3 separate regions of the Gossypium hirsutum genome follow, and all the other regions are linked to region 2. Evidence: chromatin contacts called from public Hi-C data. All regions are on one chromosome and are shown on one strand. Each heading gives the region's core, a stretch centred on a gene start, on an enhancer-like site or on the middle of the called end of the contact. The rest is flanking DNA. Distances are from core to core; before and after follow the strand shown.

The links. Hi-C and Micro-C count contacts between places; a contact is called where the count stands out from the background.
Region 1: a Hi-C map of leaf shows a contact between it and region 2, with 4 times the contacts expected there. The contact joins the enhancer-like site here to the promoter of LOC107915086 in region 2. A contact is called at or near these places in 18 of 34 Hi-C or Micro-C datasets (anther, callus, fibers and 4 more).
Region 3: a Hi-C map of leaf shows a contact between it and region 2, with 3 times the contacts expected there. The contact joins the promoter of LOC107916211 here to the promoter of LOC107915086 in region 2. A contact is called at or near these places in 7 of 34 Hi-C or Micro-C datasets (hypocotyl, leaf and petal).

The regions. Positions count from the first base shown.
Region 1 is chrD10:53,250,135-53,255,061 of Gossypium_hirsutum_v2.1, forward strand. No RefSeq gene overlaps it. Among protein-coding and RNA genes, the nearest start is that of LOC107916227, 6.4 kb to the right of the region's middle. Within about 2 kb of position 3,502, at least 2 of the 9 cell types and tissues checked have an H3K27ac peak or open chromatin away from gene starts, as enhancers often do. A contact at or near this core is called in fibers and leaf, where this site is marked.
Region 2 is chrD10:53,050,393-53,055,285 of Gossypium_hirsutum_v2.1, forward strand. It overlaps LOC107915086, which reads left to right and starts at 1,260. Exons shown (of 16, transcript XM_016844203.2): 1 at 1,260-1,585; 2 at 2,202-2,396; 3 at 2,509-2,583; 4 at 2,703-2,870; 5 at 3,030-3,193; 6 at 3,396-3,614; 7 at 3,804-3,930; 8 at 4,331-4,519; 9 at 4,775-4,861. The coding sequence starts at 1,382.
Region 3 is chrD10:52,858,388-52,863,240 of Gossypium_hirsutum_v2.1, forward strand. LOC107916211 (probable serine/threonine-protein kinase DDB_G0282963) reads left to right here and starts at 1,687. Exons shown (of 13, transcript XM_016845364.2): 1 at 1,687-2,337; 2 at 2,717-3,143; 3 at 3,241-3,892; 4 at 4,236-4,276; 5 at 4,746-4,814. The coding sequence starts at 1,892.

The DNA.
Region 1 (4,927 bases), core at 2,252-4,751, 200 kb after region 2:
CAGTGTAAGGAGTAGAAAGCCGCTAAAGATGGAGGTTTATGATGTGCAAAGCATTTGAGAGAGGGGGGAGAGTAGCGAGATGTTTGTATTTTGAGTATCCGAGTTCTGTGTCCCATTGCTCTAGTTTTGAGAAGAGGTATTTAAAAAGGGCAGTTGATTGGGAATGGGTCTTGGCCATTAAGCATTCTATTCCACTCACTCCACAGGCATAGAAGGTAGCGTGGTGGATTGTCAACTAGAAGCACTATTAGAGTCTATATGAGGTGACTAGGTAGAGTGTTGTTAGGCTTGGTGAGGGGATGAATTGGCAGGTGCTAGTGTCATGGGTTGCGCATGGGAGCCCGCAACCATGACACATCTGTGTGAACCATCAAGAAGGAAGGAGGTCATTTGGCCCAATCGGACCGGCCCGTTGCTTGAAGAGATTGAAGGCCCATCTACAAGTTAGACAAATATAAGATATTATTTTATAAGATTACATATCTTAGATAAGATATGTAATCTTAGAAGATATGATTTTATATTCTTAAAGGTTTGGTGGTAGGTGCCCTTTAATCATAGCCGTTGATGTACTTAATTTTGCACCGTTGGATTTGGGGAGGCTCAACTATAAATAAGAGACCTCTTCCCTCATTGTAAATCACTTGAGTTTTGAGTAAGAAGAATCCTTGAGAGCATTCACTCAAACTTTTCTCTCTTGTGTTCTTATTTTCCCTGGCTTGTTCTTGTCTCATTTTTCTTTCATCTTGTTGGCTTTGAGTTGCTTTCGCTTGAGTTGTGGTTTTGGGAGGAATTCTGTTGAATCCTTCTTTTGTGGAAGTTAGGCTGACTTAGGCGTTTTTGGAGTAAGAAACTGCCTAAGGCCGCACGGATTCTGAGGCAAGAATCTTAAGTCCGTGACACTAGCATGAGCTCTTCCCTGTATATCTTTTAGGGATTTCCTAGACCTATCTTATGTAATGTGGAATTAGGTGAGGCCGAGCTTCGCCGAATTTTATTTTCAAGCATAGAAGTCAAGTGCTTTGGCAAGGAATTTGATGAGGGTGTAACCCAAATATATGCATATATATATAATTTTATTGCAAAAATTCTTTATTTTGCTTGTTTGTTTAGTTATTTTTTATTATGGGTTAAACTTATGGGTTTTTATATTATAGGCTTTGGAACAAATTTATAACTCTAGTGGGCAATTTAATTATTGTGCATTTACTTTTAAGTTTAACTGTAAATGAGATTTTTTAACATTCAAGGTCATGATAGTTTAAATTTGTTCTTTTTACTTCAAAATTAAATGCACAATCACTGAATTATTTCCTATGAAAACACTAATTTACTCTACAACTTATAATATAAGCATTTGTCCTTTATAATTATTTGGTCAATAAAGTTTACTTCTTAAATGGATTTATGAATGAGACTTAAACATCAATACTTATTAAGATGTTAATCGATATTTAATTAATTAAATCAACCTATGAATACCCTTTATTTTATTTTATTTTATATCTATTTATTTATTTTTTTTAAAAAAAGGTAGATGAAAGATTGTTGAAAAAGTGGTAATAAAGATTCAAAGAAGGCATGTGAAAAAATCATTAGTCACATGTGACATGTCAAGGTTTAGGCCAACAGCTTAAAAATTGCAGTACACCTTTATTTGCCATGTAAAAGCAAACTAATTAACCCTCCCTCGTGGCCATGCCCCCCATCTACCTTTCTTTTCTTGCCTTTTATACATGGGCATGGCTTCCACCATGTGAGTTCAAATCGATTAAAAGGAAAAGAAAAATATATATATATGCATTAAGAAAAAATTTCATGACTCACTCAAGTAAAAATAAAAATTATTATTATTATAAAAGAACTTACATGAAAGTTGATAGGCAAATATATATTTTTTAAAAATTCTTAATAATCCTGTTACTTCTTTTTTTTTTAACTTTTTTATATATTTTTTTTTGTTTTTTTAGGTAAAATATTGAATTCGCCATAATATATAGAGTGAAAAATGAGTTTCTTTGTTAAGTTTGAATTGAATGGTTTCGGGTAGACTTGTTCACAGTCGTTTCGGGTTCAGGTCAAGCCCTAATAAAATTGTAGGCTCGATTGATAGGTTCGGGTCCGACTCGATCCGAAAAATGAGTTTAAATTTTTGTTCAAGTTAAGTCTAGATAAAAAATGCTAAAACCCAGGTTCGACCCTGCCGTATTAAATTTATTTTATTTTATTTTATTTTTTATATAAAATTTTTAAAAAATATAATACATCAAATACATTAAAAATATTAAAATAAATGTTTCCCAACAAATTAAAAATAAATTTAAAAAGTATTTATTTTTAAAGAATAGTAAGATAAGTACAACTTAACAAGTAAATGACTCTAAAATGGTAGCAAAATTAACAATAAAACAAGAGTTATACAATATCCAAATAATAACAACAAAATAGTAGCAACATAATAATAAAATGGTAACAAAAGAGCGGGAAAACAACAACAAAACAACAAATTCTTTTTACAAATTTAGGCCAAGCCTAAGCCAAAAAAACATTACCTAAGGATTGGCTCATTTTCTAAACGGGTCTTATTTTTTACCCAAACCTATTTTTTAGACAGACCTTTGAGTCAGACCGACTAGCTCAATCCATGAACAACTCTAGTTCCAAGTGGGGAATAGATTGGAATGGAAAAGTTATAGCATTTTAAATTAATTAAAATTAAGAAGACAACGTTTAATTGTATTGTGGGAAGGGTCCCTAGACAAATAACAGATAAGGTAAACCTTTTCGACGACCCAATTGGCCCACCCTCCAAAAGGTTATTAAAAGATTCTTTCAAAGCTTACAATAATAATTAGATATCATCACACTCACGAGGTAGATAAGTAAAAATAGATTTATATTAAAAAAATATTTATAAAAATATTTTAATAAATTATTATTGATAGAATAGTAAGACATTTTTATATAAATTTATTGGTCTTGTTTTCGATTTTTAAATATATTTTTAAATATTTTATTTAAAGATTATATAAATGTATGAAAATATAAAAATAGCGTTATAACAATATTTAATTATCTTTTAAAATAAGAATATTTTAATATTTTATATATAGTAAAATGGATAGGATGTTTTTTTGCTTTTAAGGTAAGGAGATCAAGGGTGGGTTTGGATAGATTTATCTGTGATTAATATAAAAATAATGGTGACGGTGAAATTAGATATTGCAACGATAACGTAAGACAAAAAGTAAGCTAAACGCACCGCATCACTCTTCTAAACCCATACTAAATAATTAACATAAGATTGCCTATTTCATAAAATGAAAACAAAAAGGTATAAATTTAAGATTTGAAGATAATATGCTTAGGGTTTAATTTATGGGTAGGGATTAATTTTTGGATATCATGTATAAATTATGATGGGTTTGGGTTTAGGTAATGGGTTGGGTTGGGTTTGGATTCATAGTGATGAAAACTCATACAAAATAGTCTCTACTTTGACATTTATGGGTATCTAAATCCAGGTTCTTTAGAAATATACCCAAAACCTTAACCCTTTCCCTAAACCCTACTAACTTAAACCCTACTTACCAAATTATTTTTCTCTAACATATTCAAACACAATCCTTTATCAAGGATGTCAACCCAACCTTGTTTAGATGTTTTTCTGTGAGCATGATCTTCTGCTAGTGTATACGCATTTTTCTAATAAGGAAATATATTCTAAACTAACTGTAAATATGGTTTGTGGAAATCCAATAAACCCTACTTAGGGTTAGTTTAAAATATATTTTTACGATAGTAAAAATGTAAATTTATCATTTTAATAGTATTTTTATAATTTTTAAAAGATTAAATCAAATTTTTATTATTTTTAGGGAGTCAAAGAACGATTTTATCATTACTAATTTAAAATTTTATAAGTTTTACTGAATCAAAATAAATAAATAAAATTAATCAAAAAGGCCGTAAAGCAATCATAAATGCTATTTGATTTAAAATGTGATGTTAATAAACTTGTTTGAATTTATTAGTAATTGCTTCAAATGCTTTATGTAACAAATTAAACAAAAATAAAAAGTTATTTTAACTAAACAAATGAATTACATAAACTTGATCTAACTAAACAAATAAAAAAAAGTAAAAATGTATACAATCATGCGTTGCATAGGGGTAAAGAGGTGAGTTGTGTGATTATGGATGATGGATCAGATCTTGAGTTTCACCTTGATATTCATTTTCAAGCAACAAGTTTGGATCTGGTTTGTACATTGGTAAAATAAAAACAAACTCACCACTTGAGGGGCTCCTTGGTGAATAATGATGTAATAGATGGGGGGATAAGGTGAGCTGCCAATATCTTTATAATATTGGGCAATATGCACATTGGGCCATCAACATCAAAACTTGAACTCAAAGAATACCAATTCCCACCCAAAGAAGGAGAAACAAAAATCATTGGAATTCCAAGAAAAATATCCAAACTACAAAACAATCAAAACTCAATTTGTGTTTTCGTTTATGTAAGTTAGTAGTAGCAGCAAATTGAAGACAATGAGGACTGAAACCATACTTTGAAGAAGAGAAAAGAAAAGGGAAATGGAAAAGATTGTAACAACGAGTCTTGAAGGAAGCCAAATACTCTAGAGGAGGTGAGAAAGGTGACAAAATATGTAAAATGTGATTTGGGAAATTGTATTTTAGAATTTGGATTTAGAAAATAGTGTAAACTATTTGGAAATATAGCATTAATGATAATTTTTTTAATATATGGATTTTAGATGTTTATTTAGTAATAAATTTGAAATTTTTAAACTATATTTTATTCTAATTAATTTATTTATAATATATACATTTTATTATTATCATTTACACAATAGTGAAATTCATTTTACTGAAAAAAGCTTCTAAAACCTTTTTTTTCCTT
Region 2 (4,893 bases), core at 10-2,509:
TGACTTTTTTGAAGAAATTAACATAAACTATGTTATAAAAGAATTAAAAAGTTAATATATATAATTGTGCATCACATAAGAATACAAATTAGTTCAAATATATAATGTTGAAATAAATTTCAAGAAGTGAAATAATTGTATACCTAATATAAATATCGCAAAAAAATAAATTTAATAATAAATGAGGGTTAAGAATATTATTTTGATTCTAAAAGTGCTTCTTCAAACAAAAAAGTACCTATGTCTTTTAAGGTTGTACCATTGCATATGACTTTAAGGTGTATTTGGTTGGATGAAAAAAATAAAGGGATGGAAAAAGAGAATGAAAAAATGGAAAGAAAATAAATTTGAAGTGTATTTAGTTGGAAAGAAAAGTGAGAAAATAAAATAGAAGGGATGATCATTTTCTATTCTAATGCATAAAAAATTAATCTTTCTAAATTGGAATGATCAGAGAAAAGAAAATGGGAGAAAAGTATATGTTTGTTCAAATTTTACATTTTTCGGTTGTTTTATTTGCTTTGCTTTCACTTTTCAACTCTACCAAGCAATTGAGAGAAAGAAAATTACTTTTTTTTCATCTTTTCTACCAAGTACATCTATGGAAAGAAAATTTATATTTTCCATCATTCTAGTTTTCCTCTCCATTTTTCTAAATTTCTTTCATTTGTACCAAGCAAATCTTAAGGGTGTGCTTGGTTAGGTGAAAAAGTGGAGTGATGTCGAGAGGGAGTGGAAAAGTGGAAAGAAAATAAATTTTAAGTATACTGGGTGGGAAAGAAAATAGGAGAAATAATAATTTTTTATTCTAATGCATAAAAAAAAATCTTCCAAATTGAAATGACGATTAGAGAGAAAGTGAGAGAGAAGTGTCTCTTAATTTAAATTGTGTATTTTTCAAATGTTTTATTTTATTTAATTTAATCTTTCAATTTTACTCGGTAATGAAAGAAAAAAAATCTTTTCCATCTTTTCTACCCGGCGCATATATAAAAAGAAAAATTACATATATTTTTTTATCTTTTTATTTTTCCATCCTTCAATTTTTCATCATTTTAATTTTCTTTTCACTCTATTTATTTTTCAAAATAACGGAAAAACACACCAAGTCTAACCCTTCGTAATTTGATGAAAGGAGAAGATGGGGTGGGCTGCTTCAAGTTGAAAATTGATTGCCCAAAATCAAAAGGCCCATTATAAAATGTTTTCATTCTACATCTCGTAATTTAACCACAAAAGCAGGGATCATTTTGGAAACTTTGTAAATTATTATTTCACAGTTCAGTCTAGGCGCAAGTCATCGCCGGTAATGGCTAAAAAGCTCATACAAAATTAATTGAGTAGCATTTTCACGCATTTCTCCTCTGTTTTTATCACTGAAATGGAATCGAGATCGAGGTTATCGTCTATGTTATCATATGCGATATTTCTCGTTACACTCAGTGGACTCGCAACTCTCTCCGATTCTACTCAACAAGCGTTCAAAAGAGACCCCGGCCTCCCTCACTGGCACCATAGCGCATTCCTCGAAGTTCGCGACAGCGTCCGATCCGATGTTCGCCGCACGCTCCACACGCGTGCTGAGGTAATCGATTCTCGCTCTGAAAATCTTGTTAAATCTGTGAAGAAATTAATGACGACTTTTTCCTCGCCAATTTTCATCGAGTTTTCTTTTTTGAAAGAAATTCATATTATTAATAATGTCGGGTTTTCATCGAGGTTTTTTCATTTTAATTATTACTTTAGAGCGTCGAATTTACGAAAATTATAGGACTCGAATTGACTGAATTTGAGCTACACAGTTGATCTCTCCTAAAATGTAATTCAAAATTCGAATTGCGTTCTGAAAATCTCTAGAACCTTGAAGAGTTAGTGGCTGCTAGCTTAGTTCTTCTCATCTCTGGTTATGATTGGAAAAGGTTCCCTTTCTAAAAATCTTGTTAAATCTCTAAAGAAACTTATATGGACATTTTTCTCGCCAATTTTCATTGACTTTTTGTTGTTTTAATGATTACTTTAAAGGAACTTACCAATATTATAGGTTTCGACTTGAGTGAATGAGCTACGCAGTTGATCTCTCCCAAAATGTGATTCAAAATTTAAATTGCGTTCCTGAAATCCCTAGAAACATGAAGAGGTTGTGGCTGTTAGCTTAGTTTTACTCATCTATGGTTATGATTAGAACAGGTTCTGTTGTGCAGGTTCCATTTCAGGTTCCGCTCGAGGTGAATGTGGTGCTAATTGGTCTCAATGGAGATGGTGGCTATCGGTACAATGTCGATTCACAGAAATTGGAGGAGTTTCTGAGAGTTAGCTTTCCCTCTCATAGGCCTTCCTGTCTCGAGACCGAGGAGCCCCTTGATATCGAACATCATGTTGTTTATAACACATTTCCTGTAAGTTTTTTCATTCCTTATTGCATCTTAATAATTACTACTGGTTTAAGCTTCAGCTAGATATCTAAACTGAGTTGTTAGTGTTGTTCTTCACTTATTTGTTCTACTATAGGCAGGACAGCCAGAATTGATTGCGCTTGAGAAGGCACTGAAGGGGGCCATGGTTCCTGCTGGTTCTGCAAGAGAGGTCTACTATATTGCTTCATATTTACTATTACTCTTGATAGTGGAAAGAATATTAACTATATGAATTCTTTTGTATATCAATTTCTTTTTTCTTTTTTCTTTTTTCATTTTACATATTAGCCTGATTTTGGGAGAGAGGTGCCCCTATTTGAGGTGGAAGCAACAGCTGTGGAGCCAGTATTCCAAAAGCTATATTCATATATATTTGACATCAAAAGTGGGGGATATTCTGCTAAAGAGATGGATAGACCTGTGCCAACTGCTATATTTATTGTTAACTTCGACAAGGTATAAGCTAAGTATAATTTCAAACATTAGTTCTGTGCTTTGTCTGTATGAAACTTTGACCATTCCTAGTGTTTTAGTTTTTCCTTTCCCCTTACATGGCTGCATTGATTTGAAATTTTCCTTCTTGATACACTGGTGAATGATTCGGCCTCTTTTTAGGTCAGAATGGATCCTAGGAATAAAGAGGTTGATCTTGATAGTTTGATGTATAGCAAACTTACCCCACTGACTAATGAAGAAATGAAACAACAAGAGGGAGACTACATATATCGATATCGATACAATGGAGGAGGAGCGTCTCAAGTTTGGCTTAGCTCTGGAAGGTCTGTTTTGAGTTGCATTACTTTGTCGAAAGTTTAACTTTTGGGTCCCTGATTTATGGACTTATGGGAAAGAACTGCTAGATTAGAAATATTAACAAGATATTTGATAATATAAAATTCCACTTCTCAATTAGCTGCTCTATAACCTCACTTTTTTTTTTAATATCTTTCTCTGGGGCTCATTTCTGCCTCTACTGTTCAGGTTTGTTGTGATCGACCTATCGGCTGGCCCTTGTACTTACGGGAAGATTGAAACTGAAGAAGGAAGTGTCAGTCCTAGAACATTGCCACGAATACGGAGTATCTTATTTCCAGGGGGTTTGGCTTCTGTCAGTAATCGTGCTACTCATGATAATTTCATGGGACATCTTGCTGCCTTGGTAGCAACCACAGTTGAGCATGTTATAGCTCCAGATGTTCGGTAATTTTACACCATCTTTATTCATTGATAATACTTGCATTTTATGTTTCTTAAATTATTATAATTGGAAACATAGTTGATTATGATTTATGAATCATGCTCAGCTCTATACCTTTCTAGCATTATTATTTACTTTGGTTTAGGGCCTTTTCAGTTGCCTTCTTATTTGTTTGTCCTTGGTGAACTCAGGTTTGAAACTGTTGATCTGACGACAAGGCTGCTTATACCTATTATTATCCTCCAAAACCATAACCGGTATAATATTATGGTAAAAGGTCATAATTACAGCATAGATATTGAAGCAATTGAAGCAGAGGTAAGAAACTAATCTTGAATGGCATCTTCAGATCTGCTTATGCTTGTAAAGCTTGGGTTTAGCCCTTTTTTCCTTGACTCATTATCTGGAACAACATGTAAATAATTTTTTTCAGATTATACTGTGGTGATAACTGATACTCTGAAAACTACTGTATACCATCATACTTTAGTTCTCGAAAACTACTTTTAAAACCTTCTGATTAAAAGCAAAGAACATATATCCTAAATATAACTGTGTCATTTGTTAGTTGGATCGAACTCCTTTTATTTGCATTGGCTGCAAATGAAATTGCTTGGGTTATTTTTCTGGCTCTGCTGAAGGCACTATATTTATTTTTGCGTGATGCTCAAGAAGCAAAATTAATACGTTTCATATGTGGATATTTTGTTTTCTTCAGGTGAAGAAGTTGGTTCATGATGACCAAGAAGTAGTGATTATAGGGGGGTCACATGCACTGCACCATCATGAGAAGTTGGCTATTGCTGTGTCAAAAGCTATGCGTGGCCATTCCTTGCAAGAAACAAAGAGGGATGGGCGCTTCCATGTTCATACGAAGACATATCTTGATGGTGCCATTCTTAAAGAAGTGGGTTTTCCACTCTTTGACCACTTTTTTCCATTTTCTTTCTGAGAGTCTTACTTTCATTAGGTTACATATTGTCAATATCTTGTTGTTATCTCTGTGTTCTGAAGTAAGTTTTCTAAGGATAATGATGAGTTGTTGTATCTAGTTAATGCACTTTTCATTGGCAATGCTTACTTGCTCTTCTCATTGTGTCTTGAAGTCTCCTTGGGATACTGATAGACGGTTATACGTGTGATTTTTGTTGGCTTATCACAGGAGATGGAACGTTCTGCAGATGTGCTTGCTGCAGGTTTACTTGAAATGGCTGACCCATCTCTTTCAAATAAGTTTTTCCTTCGCCAGGTCAGCTTATATTGACTTATTCTTTTTACTTG
Region 3 (4,853 bases), core at 437-2,936, 190 kb before region 2:
ACCATAGTTACAACCAATTGGGTCTCACTTTGTTTTTTCAGAACAAATATAGAGAAAATCTAGTGAGAAAGCTTTGGGACCACATGTGCCATTGGATAACATAATCTTCATCTTATATGGAAATGCCCATATTTAAATTGGGTATGTTAGGGAATTTGAGGCAAAGAGATATAGGAAGAAAAAATTTTCCATGACAGGGCGGGTAAACCAAGGATAAACATAATGTAGACACAATTCCTTAATTTGCAGTAGCACACAACGTGAGAGAGGGGGATGGTAGTGGGGGAGGTCCGGTGGGGGAAGAGGGGGAGGGACCCGGTGAGGGAGGTTATTTTATTTTATTTAATATTAATATAAAATTCAAATTTATTATTATATTTTTTAATTTATGTATTTATATATTTCTTTAATTTTTTTAGAATTAGGATCAAATTAAAATCATTTATAAATTTTAAGGATTAATTTTAAAAATTATGACTAAATTGATTTAATATCTTGAGGGTTAAATTCATTATTATAGTGACTTTTTAAATTGTCACATTAATTTACTATTTGTGGTTTTGACGAGAGTAAACTATGTAACATGAGTGTTTAAAATGTAAATTTTTTATTTTAAATGTTAAAAATGTAAATTTTTAATACTTAGATGTTTAATTATATAGTTTACCCTAGATAATAAATTATGTGACACTTATAACAACACAAAAGATTAAAGTGGTAAACAAATCTTAAATTTTCAAATTTATCATTAATCCATTTTAAATTTTTTTAAAAAATTGTAATTTAAATTATTTAGTGCAAAAAAATTATAAAATTAATGAATGACATAAATACTCTTTATTATTTTAACTTTAAAATATTTTAATGTGAACAAACCGTGGCTGAATGGATGGGTGTGGGGATGAGATGAGGTTAGGTTAGGTTAGGTATTCCGTATTCCATGTCAATCTCTCATTATATTTTTGTCAAAATCATGCGGGTTTTTCATTTATTAGATGACGACAATGACAATGGTTTCCCAAAGCTTTGGACTTTACCCTTTTTGACATTCATGGAATAACCCATTCCCATCCTTTTTAGATTAATTCCACAAACATCCATATATTATCCTCAAAATTATAAATTCATCCTTCAAGTTCAAAATAGTTTGATTAAATATTTAAACTATTAATATTATATCAATCATATCCTTCTACCAACTTAATCATTTATTTGGGTTTTAGATAGTAGTATCATATCTATCAAAGCCTTCCAACAACTTAATCCTCTATTTAGGCATTAAATGGTAGTTTAGACTTGACGTGGAACATATTTAACTTATGGGGATCAAATTATAAACTTGTCTGCAACTATCAAATAAACGGTTTGGATTTAATGTGTTGATAAAATAAAATTTAAGAGAGCAAGTTTTTTAAAATATCAAATTCAAACTATACATACAGTAATTGTGTACATGTTCTCAATTTAATCTACATGTTAAATGTTTCATGAGCGTTAACATCAAAGTTAATACTAGGCTTGAAGAACGATCTAGTTGATATTGATATTGATGTTGATATTGATATTGTGAGGATGTTTTAAAGTTGGAGACCAATTTAAAATTAGATCATAGTTTAAGGATGGTCACGTGAATTAACCCCTTTTTATTAAAGAAAACTATAGCATTAAAAATATCTTCTGAATAATGAAAATATCTAACATAAAAAAGTTAGCCGCTAACCAACCGAAACAGAGAAACCGCCCGGAAAGAAAATATTCGGTCTTTTAAGTCTTAGAGTTTGACCTGTTGAAGAGGAAAGTTTGTAACACGCACAGAGAGAGGTTGAGAAATCTTTATATGTTATGAAAGATTCGAAGATCCATGCTTTGAATTCGATTATTTGAAGGGAATATGGAAACCCCTTCAGCAGAGGAGCTTTTGAAGAAGATCCAAATACTTGAAGCGGGACATGCCGATCTCGAGCAAGAAATTTCTATTTTAAAACAATCCGGTGGCGATTCCAAGGCCAATTCAACTCATCAAAGATCTCACTCTACTTCCCCTCGACGTCCGCGCTTCCCGGGGAACGCGGCGAAGCTTGCTGCTTGGAAGAAAGATTCAGCTTCGTTTCGGCACTCCTCGCCGTTGCGAAGAGAGAGCAGAAACAATGACACTGTCAATGGCGACAGCGGCACCGGAGGAGATTTAGGAGTAGGAGGAAGAGGAGGAGCTATCGAAAGAACCGGGAACGTCGGGCCAGCAGCCGTCAATTTCACTAACAGCCAGTATTTGAATATATTTCAGTCTATGGGGCAATCTGTTCATATATTTGATCTTAGTGGCCGTATAATTTATTGGTAAGCGAAAAGGGTTTCGCTTTTAAGATCATTCAGTTGCAAACACCAAGTTTTTATGTTCTAAATTAGTAATTAGTGATGTGGTTTAACATTGTTTATTAACTACTTAGTAGCATTATAGAGAATGGGGCCTTTGGCTTAATGGCAAGGAGGTTAGGGAACTTTGAGCTCCAAAGTTCAAATTTCACTGGGTTTGATCTTATATTTATTCTGATGAGTTAGTTTGAGTTGATTTAGTTACTTTTTGCTTTTAACTATTAATTATGGTTGTAATTTGAAGTAAATTGTAACTTAAATAGAAAAAAAGTATTAAGTAAGCGTTATCATTTGAGCATAGTTTTTCATTTAAAAAAAAAAATTATGCTTTTCTTTTTTGCAGGAATAAAGCTGCCGAAAAACTTTATGGTTATTCAGCAGCAGAGGCTTTAGAGCAAGATGCCATTCAACTTCTTGTTGATCATAGGGATTTCGCTGTTGCACTTAATATTGTTCATTGTGTTATGACGGGGGATAGCTGGACTGGACAATTTCCTTTCAAGAATAAAATGGGGGAGAGGTTTTTGGCTGTTGCAACGTATACTCTTTTTTATGATGAGGATGATGACGATGATAGTTCATTAGTTGGAATCATTTGTGTATCCAGTGATACTCAGCCTTTGCAAGAAAGGAGAGCTGCAGTGTTGGCTGGAAAGCAACCTGAAGGAGATTCAACCTTTAGCCGGTCTAAAAATGCTGTCTCAGCTAAACTTGGTCTGGATCCTCAACAACCTATGCAAACAGCAATTGCATCAGAACTAACAAATTTGGTATTAGTTCCTTAATTTTAATGTGTTGGAAGTTGGATTTTAGTGTTACTATATATATTTGTAGTTTGGCTTGGATTGATTGTTAAGAGTTATGCAGGCGCTTAAGGTGAGCAACAAAATGAAGTCCAAATTTAAGATGGGAGAGTATTGTGTCGATCGTGAAGGAGAAAGTGGAGATGGTCATTATTTGGAGCATGGTTGCTCCATTGCAGCTCATTCTGATCTTAAAGAAGATGCAGTTTCCAGTGGAGCTTGTACACCTAGGGGAAGTATTTACCCATCTGCCTTTAGTGTATTTTATCCGTTGGATGAAAAGTCCCCCATGAACACCTCTCACAATTCTGGTGATGAGAGTGAAGGAAAACCTGCAATCCAAAAGATTATGACCTTAGTGGGTAAAAAGGGGATATCGTGGCCTTGGAAAGAGAATGATCAAGCAGGATCAGAGGCAAGAACTACTCGTTTTGTATGGCCTGGATTGGCAAATGATCAAGAGAATGATTTATTTGTACAGAAAAGCTCATATTCTGCTGCAAAATCTGAAGGCCACGTTAATGAAAATAATACCCCTGTCAATAATGAGCCATCAGGCTCGTGGTCATCCTCTGTTAATGTTAACAGCACCAGCAGTGTCAGCAGCTTTGGAAGTACTAGCAGTAGTGCAGTTAATAGAGCTGAGATGGATGTCGATTGTTTAGATTATGAAATCTTGTGGGAGGACTTGACAATTGGAGATCAAATTGGGCAAGGTAAATTTTTTCGAGTGAGCACCTAGGAGTCATAAAGGAATTATGAACTTGTTCCTAACTGGAGCCACTACTTTTAAGCGTAGAAGTATTGAACTTTACACTGATTAACCACTGTTCATCCGTTTTTGATTTGGGTAATGTCAAAGCACATGAATGGAACCCCAAATGCCCACTGGATACCCCAAATGCCCACTGGATAATCATTTCAATGGATGAGAACTTGGTCTTTGACTTAAGCTTGGTCCATGCTTTGCTTTGTTTCTATATTCTGTTGTATTTATTTCTGGGTGATGTTTTCCTTAGATATAATAATATTTACTTTGTGTTCCTGCTTTCCTCACAGGTTCTTGTGGAACAGTGTATCATGGTCTGTGGTTTGAATCCGTATGTTCTACTCCGGTGCCTTCACTTTCGGGAAGACGTACAAAACATTATAGATGAATATACATTAAAAATTTTGGGATAAGATATATCATGATTTGCTTTTGCTTTTTTCCATCAAATCATATTTGATACACTCATGTAAATAAGAGTGTGCATAAAATGGAAAGATGGTGACAAGGAGTTCCTCAGCCAGTTTTCCATATGTTATTGTATGATGTAGGCTCATTGAACCTACATATGATGCCCAAGTCTAATATAGACCGTGCAATATGAAAAATGCTGAATCCTTTTTGAGGATCTTATGCCATTCTTGTGGTAAATTCTAGTTCATGAAACCGCTCTGTCATTGCAATAAATGAGTCCTTGTACTCTGTAGTTATTTGTTGGTATTAAATGGCAAATGGTAGAGTGCATGAAAAAAATTGTAATAATCTTATTCGTGTAAATTACCATGTTCACATTATTTCAGGAGGTTGCAGTCAAGGTATTCTCGAAGCAGGAATATTCAGATGATGTAATAAATGCCTTCAGAGAGGAGGTGTGCTTTACTGTTAAATTAGTTTTCACTGTGTTCACA